Regions from separate parts of the Mus musculus genome. Here region 2 is linked to region 1. Evidence: chromatin contacts called from public promoter capture Hi-C data. All regions are on one chromosome and are shown on one strand. Each heading gives the region's core, a stretch centred on a gene start, on an enhancer-like site or on the middle of the called end of the contact. The rest is flanking DNA. Distances are from core to core; before and after follow the strand shown.

What was found. Capture Hi-C pulls out chosen DNA fragments and counts their contacts.
Region 2: a contact with region 1 is called in a promoter capture Hi-C map of liver. The contact joins two enhancer-like sites. A contact is called at or near these places in 1 of 115 datasets of contacts at active chromatin or transcription factors (embryonic stem cells) and 3 of 9 other capture datasets (adipose tissue, liver and pancreatic islet).

What each region holds. Positions count from the first base shown.
Region 1 is chr17:31,442,481-31,445,967 of GRCm38.p6, forward strand. Pde9a (phosphodiesterase 9A) reads left to right here. Exons shown (of 19, transcript NM_008804.4): 5 at 686-740; 6 at 1,358-1,428. Among named protein-coding and RNA genes, the nearest start is that of Gm9902, 9.1 kb to the left of the region's middle. Within about 2 kb of position 1,976, at least 18 of the 459 cell types and tissues checked have an H3K27ac peak or open chromatin away from gene starts, as enhancers often do. A contact at or near this core is called in liver, where this site is marked.
Region 2 is chr17:31,534,344-31,537,796 of GRCm38.p6, forward strand. No RefSeq gene overlaps it. Among named protein-coding and RNA genes, the nearest start is that of Ndufv3, 16 kb to the left of the region's middle. Within about 2 kb of position 1,693, at least 124 of the 459 cell types and tissues checked have an H3K27ac peak or open chromatin away from gene starts, as enhancers often do. A contact at or near this core is called in liver, where this site is marked.

The sequences.
Region 1 (3,487 bases), core at 726-3,225:
TTAAGCGTCAGGCCAACAAAGAAGAGTCTATGAATTCCTTTCTAGAGTCTCTGAGTTTGGGGGCCATGAACAAATGCTTAGCTGGGACACGAAGGTCTCCCCTTCCCAAGAGCACAGATAGAATCACTTCAAAGGGTGATGTCATGACCGTCTGCAAGTCCCAGAACTGGGCTGGTCAGGAAATAGGAAAGAGACAAGTTATGATCAGCCTGGGACCTGAACCTTGTAAAACCAACCACCCAGCCCAGTTTTACAGGGCTAGCCAGAAGAGGCCAGGCCTGCTCCACCCAGCCCGCTTCCTCTCTGCAGGCCCATCCTGAGAACACCATGTTTTCACTCACTGGCGCATTGACCCCACTCTGCCATGCTAATAGTCCCCATAAAACGAGCACCGTGAGAACGCTGCCCATATTTAGAGCCCCCGAAGCCTGCCTGCCTTATCTAGCTGTAGCAGTGTCTGGAGAACATCAGCCCTGGGGCCACTGGCCATGGACCAGGACAAGCAGGCAGCAGAGAAGAGGAGAAACCGGTACCCAGGGAGGCCCTGCTACCTGTGATGGACAGCCCAAACATCCTTCCACAGTAGCACCTGTGGCTCACACAGGGATAGTAGTACCCTTAGCCACCTGCCTGTCTCCACGGCTGTCCTGCCAGCCTCAATTGGTTTCTCTTCTTCGGTTTGTAGAACGAGAAGAACTTATCCAGGGCGTGCTGGCCCAGGTGGCGGAACAATTTTCCAGGTACCGTATGCTCTCTGTACATCCTTTCCAGACTCACGGGAGCTGGCCCTTAGCCAGTCAGCCCTCTGTAGTTTCTGTAGCCAGCCTAGCAAACCTTCACCATATCCCCAAAACCCTGTCCAATGGCCGCTTGTAGAACATGAGTTCTGGAGGTGGCGAATACATCCCCCTTCATTCTTCTAAGGCTCAGAGCTATCTACAAAACACCCTTCTACCAAGGGGTGTTTCCCACTGAGATGCTGTCATGTGAGTGGATGGCTTCCCTTTAGTTTGCCAACACCCTAGAATTCCGTTGTCAGTTTCCCAAAGTGACTTCTGTATGGTATGTTCTTGTCACTTAGAACCAAATGATTGAACCACCATGGGGCATCGCACCCCACAGCTGCCCTTACTGGGCAGGGCAGGGCATAGGCATGGGTCAACCCAGCTTAAGTCTACTCTGAGAGCCCAGGACAGAGTAGTAATAACACCAGACATTATTCGTTCTTTAAAAGCACCTCCTGCTGTCTTGGTCCCCTCCCCAGGCTCCCTGGAGACCTCACCCCAGGCAGGGACCTATAAACATTTGCTGGTCTGGGTCTTGTGTTTTATCTTTTTTCCCTGCTTTTTGCCCCCAGAGCGTTTAAGATCAACGAGCTGAAAGCCGAAGTTGCAAATCACCTGGCCGTGCTGGAGAAACGGGTGGAATGTGAGTGGAGTTGTTATTGTTGTTGTTGTTGTTGTTTTTCCTTTCTGCTTATGTTGTCTTTTAACCTCTGTTGGAATCAGCCACTTAGAACAGTGAGCAGTTCGTTGCTGAAGGCAAATGCGAGCTTTCTGTGTGCCACTCTGATTTGACAGAGGCTGGCCAAGGGCAGATCTCAGCACACGTTTCTGTTAAAGCACCGCTTGTATGAAGCTTTGTGCACCGAACACAACCCATAAACCCCAACGGCCTCTGTCTGGCCCGGTAGAAGCTCTGCCAGGGCTGTAGCTCTTGTTCCTCTCTCCATGAGGCAGGAGGGGGGGAGGGGCGGGGGTCTTCTCTTCTCTTCACACGGCTGTGCAGCTTGCTTCTGCAGAGTGTGGAAGAGGTGACATTTTGGTCCCAGTTTCTGACCACTACAAGCAAGAGAGAGTCAAGTCCAGTTTCCATTCCATTTCCAAAGAGCCAGCCAGGTTTGGGGAGGGAAATAGCTTCAAGTCACCTCATCCGCCGTGACAGGATCGATGAAGGATCGATGCTTCTGCTCCACAGGCCCATGGAGCCCGTGTTGCACCCTCGGCTTCACAGCCAGGTTCTCTGTCACTGTCAGGCTCAGTCTGGTGATAACTGGGCACCTGATTTGTTAGCTTGGGCTGAGTAAACAAAATTTAAACAGGAGACCAGCACCCCTGAAACATATGTGACTGACTCTGTTCATAAGACAAAATGCTGCTTTTTTGTGGGGGGATTTTTTTTAATTGCTTCTCATTAAAAAAAAAAAAATTCTATCATACAAGACCTGGCTCTTCGGAATAAGCTGGTACACGTTTCCCACCGTCCTGTGTGTACCTCTCAGCATGCATTGGCTTTCCCCAAGTCAGCTGGTCTTTGGGTCCTCAAGACTATCTTGTCCCACCTGGGGATGGTGAGGAGCCACAGAAAAGTTAGTGACCGCTCCAGCAAAGGACGGCACACAGGAGGCATGTGTAAGTCACAGCAGTGCCCACTCCAACGTGCTGGAAGCTGACCGCTCCAGCTTGGGAAGTGTCAGCAAGGCTGGTTCCTCTGGGATCTGAGGGAGAGTCCGTTCTAACCTGACTTCCGTTAGTCCTTCCCACTCCCTAGCTAGTATGGCTGCCGCCTGATCCTGTCGTCCATGCCCTGTCTGTTTCTTGTAAGGACACTGCCATTTGAATCAAGGATGTTCCCATTGCAAGTTCTTTACCTAATATCTGCCAAGGATCTTTTGTTTAAATCAAGTGGTAGTCTCAGGATCCTGGCCCTGGGTGGCTGGGCAGGCTGCCAGGAAGACACCTTGAGTCACTGTTCCATATAGACACACAACCAGGCACAAACATATACACAAAGACATGGATAGACACACTGGAAAGCATGTGTGCACACGCAGGCCCATCTGGGTGTCATTAACTGTTATCTGTGTCTCAGGGTTAGGGACATCCAGCTGTAAACCCCCACACCACACTGACCTTGTAGTGAACGGAATTTCCTGCTTGCTCTTTGACCTTAAACCAAATACACGTTTCTCCTCTGTGACTGTCAGCACTTTTTCCCCCCGTTCTGTGTAAATGTTTAGCTTTTAAGGAGTCTGGGATTACTGGAGGGTCAAAGGTGATTTCATAACCATGGAACAGCCTGGCCCTTGCCTCCTATCCTGCCTGGAGCTATTCACTTCCTTCCTGGTATGTTGTGGTGGGGACACAGGGCATCCCTGCTCCATCTACTCTTTGTACTCGTGCCCTGGACCGACACCAAGACTTAAACACCAGTGTGGACCGCAGCCAGAGCTGATGCCAGAAGACAGAGGTACCAGGGTACGCAAACAATCCAGAATTTCCATACTGAACTGAATTGGAACCAGTCTTTCGGTGTCACTCAGGAACTGTGCCTGAGGCAAACTTTAAGAGCAGTCCCAGGAGAAAGCATTGAAAAGCAGCTCTCTATTCCCTCTTGGAGTGAAGTCCATCCCTTAGCTTTGCAGATAGGAGAGAGAGAGAGAAAGAGAGAGAGAGAGAGAGAGAGAGAGAGAGAGAGAGAGAGAGAG
Region 2 (3,453 bases), core at 443-2,942, 92 kb after region 1:
GAAGGCCCACGAGTTTACTTAGAGATTGTGCTTATAAGGGGGAAGGCCCACCCCCCCCCCCAACCAGTCCACTCTTGGTGCCTGGAGCTGAAAGAAAGATAAAATTTCAAGACCTGTAAGTCATGTAACGTACTCAGAAATTGCTGGTTGTTTGTGAGCCTAGAGGCTGCCTGGGGCTGAGAAAAAAGAAAAACAAACCTGGGTATGCCCCATAGTTAAAACATTCCTGGGAACATCTTGACCATAAGATAAAGGGGAATGTGAAGACATAACAGGGCTATCTGAACTGAATCAACAACTCACAGAACTCTGACACCCTGCACGTACATGTAATTTTTCTGCTGATGTTTGAATAAGCCAATAGTGTGTTGCTGTGCTGAATTCCATACCCCTAAGCCCCTTACCCCATAAAAACCCCTAGCTTTCGAGCCTCGTGGCCGACACCCGTTATCTCCTGTGTGGGATGCATGTCGGTCCGGAGCTCCGTAATTAAACGACCTCATGTAATTACATCAAGATGGTCCTTCGTGATTTTTTTGAGTGCACGCCGAATCGGGAATGGAGGGGGGGTTTCCCCACTAGGTTCTATCAGAGCCATTCTGTCAGCACTCTGTCGCCAGGCTGGTTGCTTATTCAGCAATCTCTCAGGAAGACAGGTTCAGCCTCTCGGCAGGTAGCAGAAGAGCAGGGCAGTTGTCACTTCAAAAAGGAGCCAGCCGAGTCAGAAAGCTGCACCTCAGTGGCGACAAGATTTGTACCAGCCCACTTCAGGTTGGGGGAGGCTACACCAGAGTGGTCTATGCTTCACTGGGACATGAATTTGGAGGAAAATCCACCTTCCCTGAGAGGACCACATCGTACTTCACCAAACACCTGTCTCAACTACTGGATCCGATACCTCAGCTTGACAACAACCAAGAGCTTGACTGACGCTCAGAGCTCAGCAGGGACAGGAGCTGACCTCTAAGCTAATCTCCAAAGCCTCTTTTTCATAAGCTGCACTGCCCATGTACCTGTTTGGAGAACTCACACACCCAGTGGGAGCATTCACACACTCAGTGGGAGTACTCAACACAGTGGGAGTACTCCTGTGCCCTGTGTGAGCACACATTCACCCAGTAGGAACACCCTCACATGCCCAGTGCGAGCACTCACATGCCCAGTGGGAGCATTCCATGTCTACCAGGATCTTTCCACACCCATTCCGATGCTCTGGTCACACCCATCCCAGAGAGCCTCGTGACTTTAGTCAGGTTTGACATCCTTCAGGCTTGACGAGGCAGAGCTACCAGCCATGTCCAAAGTCAAGGTTTCTCCCTTCCCTCACCCCTTGTTAGGCACTGTGAACAAAAAGTCACCTTCTCTGTGCTTGGTCAGTCATGTGATCCACAAACTCAGGCCTGCATCATCTTCCTGTCTTAACTTTACAGAACGACCAGGAAAATGGCCCTTGCCATACTAAATCTGCCTGCTCCCTGGTCTTGGACTCCCTAACTCTAGAATGGCAAGGAATAAGTCTGTGTTTCCATGAGCCCCACCACTAACGGCATTTTGTTGCAGCAGCCCATATGGGCTAACAAAGAGAGCTCCCTTCCCTTGGCAGGTTCCCAGCCAGCGGCTGCTCCCACACAGCCTAGGGGAACATGACAGAGTCAGAGTAGAAAGATCGCTCCCATTGTGTGTGCTGGCAATGTCTTCTGAACATTGGACAGCTTGGCTCTGTGAATTTCCTGACTGGGCCCCGCACCTCCCCCACCGGCTTCTCAGAAGTCCTCCTCTGGCTGGTCCAAGAGCAATGGCAAGTGCATTGCTCTCAGGAAAGCCTCAGTGCGTCCTCTTTATATTCAGCCTGTGCATGTGGAACGTTGAAGGACCTGGCTGAGGAAAATCTGTGTGGAAAAAGCATGTTCCTCTAGCCTATTATCCCCCGTTCTCCTCCCTCCTCTCCTGTCCCCTCCTCTCCCTTCCCCTCACCCCTCCTACTCTTCCCTTCCCTCCTCCTCTCTCTTCTCTTCCCCTCCCTTCCCCTTCCCTTCCCCCCTTCCCCTCTCCTTTCTTCTCCCCCTCCCCTGTCTTCTTTTCCCCCTCCCCTCCCCTCCTCTCCTCCCCCTCCCCTGCTCCTCCTCTTCCTCCATCCCCTCCTCCTTTCTCCTCCCCTTCCCCCTTCTTCCCTGCCCCTTCCCCCTCCTCTCCTCCCCTTCCCTCTCCCTCCCCTCCCTTCTCCCCCTCCCATTAGTCTCTTTTGTTCCCTAGAATGTTTTGATTCAGTTTTCATGTCATCTGTACATACATGCTCTTATAAATCTGTACAATATCTAGGATCCACAAATGAGAGAAAACATAGGATTTTTGTCTTTCTGAGACCACCTTGATTCATTCAATACAGTTCTCTTTAGTTGTTTGAAAATGGCCTCACGCAATCCAGTATAATGAAATAAGATGATAAAATAATAAAATAAAATGAGAAATGTGGGCTTGCAGTGCTCCCTTTTCTTCTCTTTTTCTTTTGCTTTTTCTTTTTCTTTTTTTTTTTTTTTTTTTTTTTTTTTTTTTTGAGACAGGGTTTCTCTGTGTAGCCCTGGCTGTCCTGGAACTCACTCTGTAGACCAGGCTGGCCTCGAACTCAGAAATCCACCTGCCTCTGCCTCCTGAGTGCTGGGATTAAAGGCGTGCGCCACCACGCCCGGCTGCAGTGCTCCTTTATCTTTAGCATAAATCATTATCAACAACAACAAAAAATAAGTTTTCCCTGAGAGTTGGAAAGCCATAAAGCACTATCACTAACATCTGCTCCTTTGCTGTTTGTTTCAAGACAGAGTTTCTCCGTGTGGTCCTGGCCGTCCTAGAATTTGGGATTCAAGGTCTGTGGCACCACTGTTCAGCCCCTAACATCTGCTTTTTACTTAAAGGTACCACACGGATGAGCAGGAGGTAGGGGCACATCTGTCCCTGTCTCCTTAAAATGATGCAGACCCCATATGACAGCCGTAAACAAGCTCCTGCAGCTCCACCATTGTCCCCTTAGCACGCTAGTGTTGGTGATTCCAGATCTACACTAGTGTGTGTCTATGAGCTGTCTGGGCTCTGCCGAGGCCGGAGGCAAGTGACCTGTGTCCTCTTCCCGACTCAATGGGAGGTGGGCGAGGCACACATAGATTGGCCATCTATCTCAATCTCTACTCCTTTACAGCACGCATTCCTGAACACATGACACCCCAACACTGGCCATGTGGGATACCACAGTCAGTTACAACAGTTGTTCTTAAACATGTATGTAAGGCCAGGAAAACATGGCCACAAATATTCACTGTGGCTTGGTGAAAGGCTTCATTGTGCTTGAGCCATGCATATCCTTGCTGTGTGTTCTAGGGAGTGCCAGGTAAGCTAGGGAGCTTGTGACAAGGCAGTGGCTAGGACACACACACACACACACACACACACATACACACATAC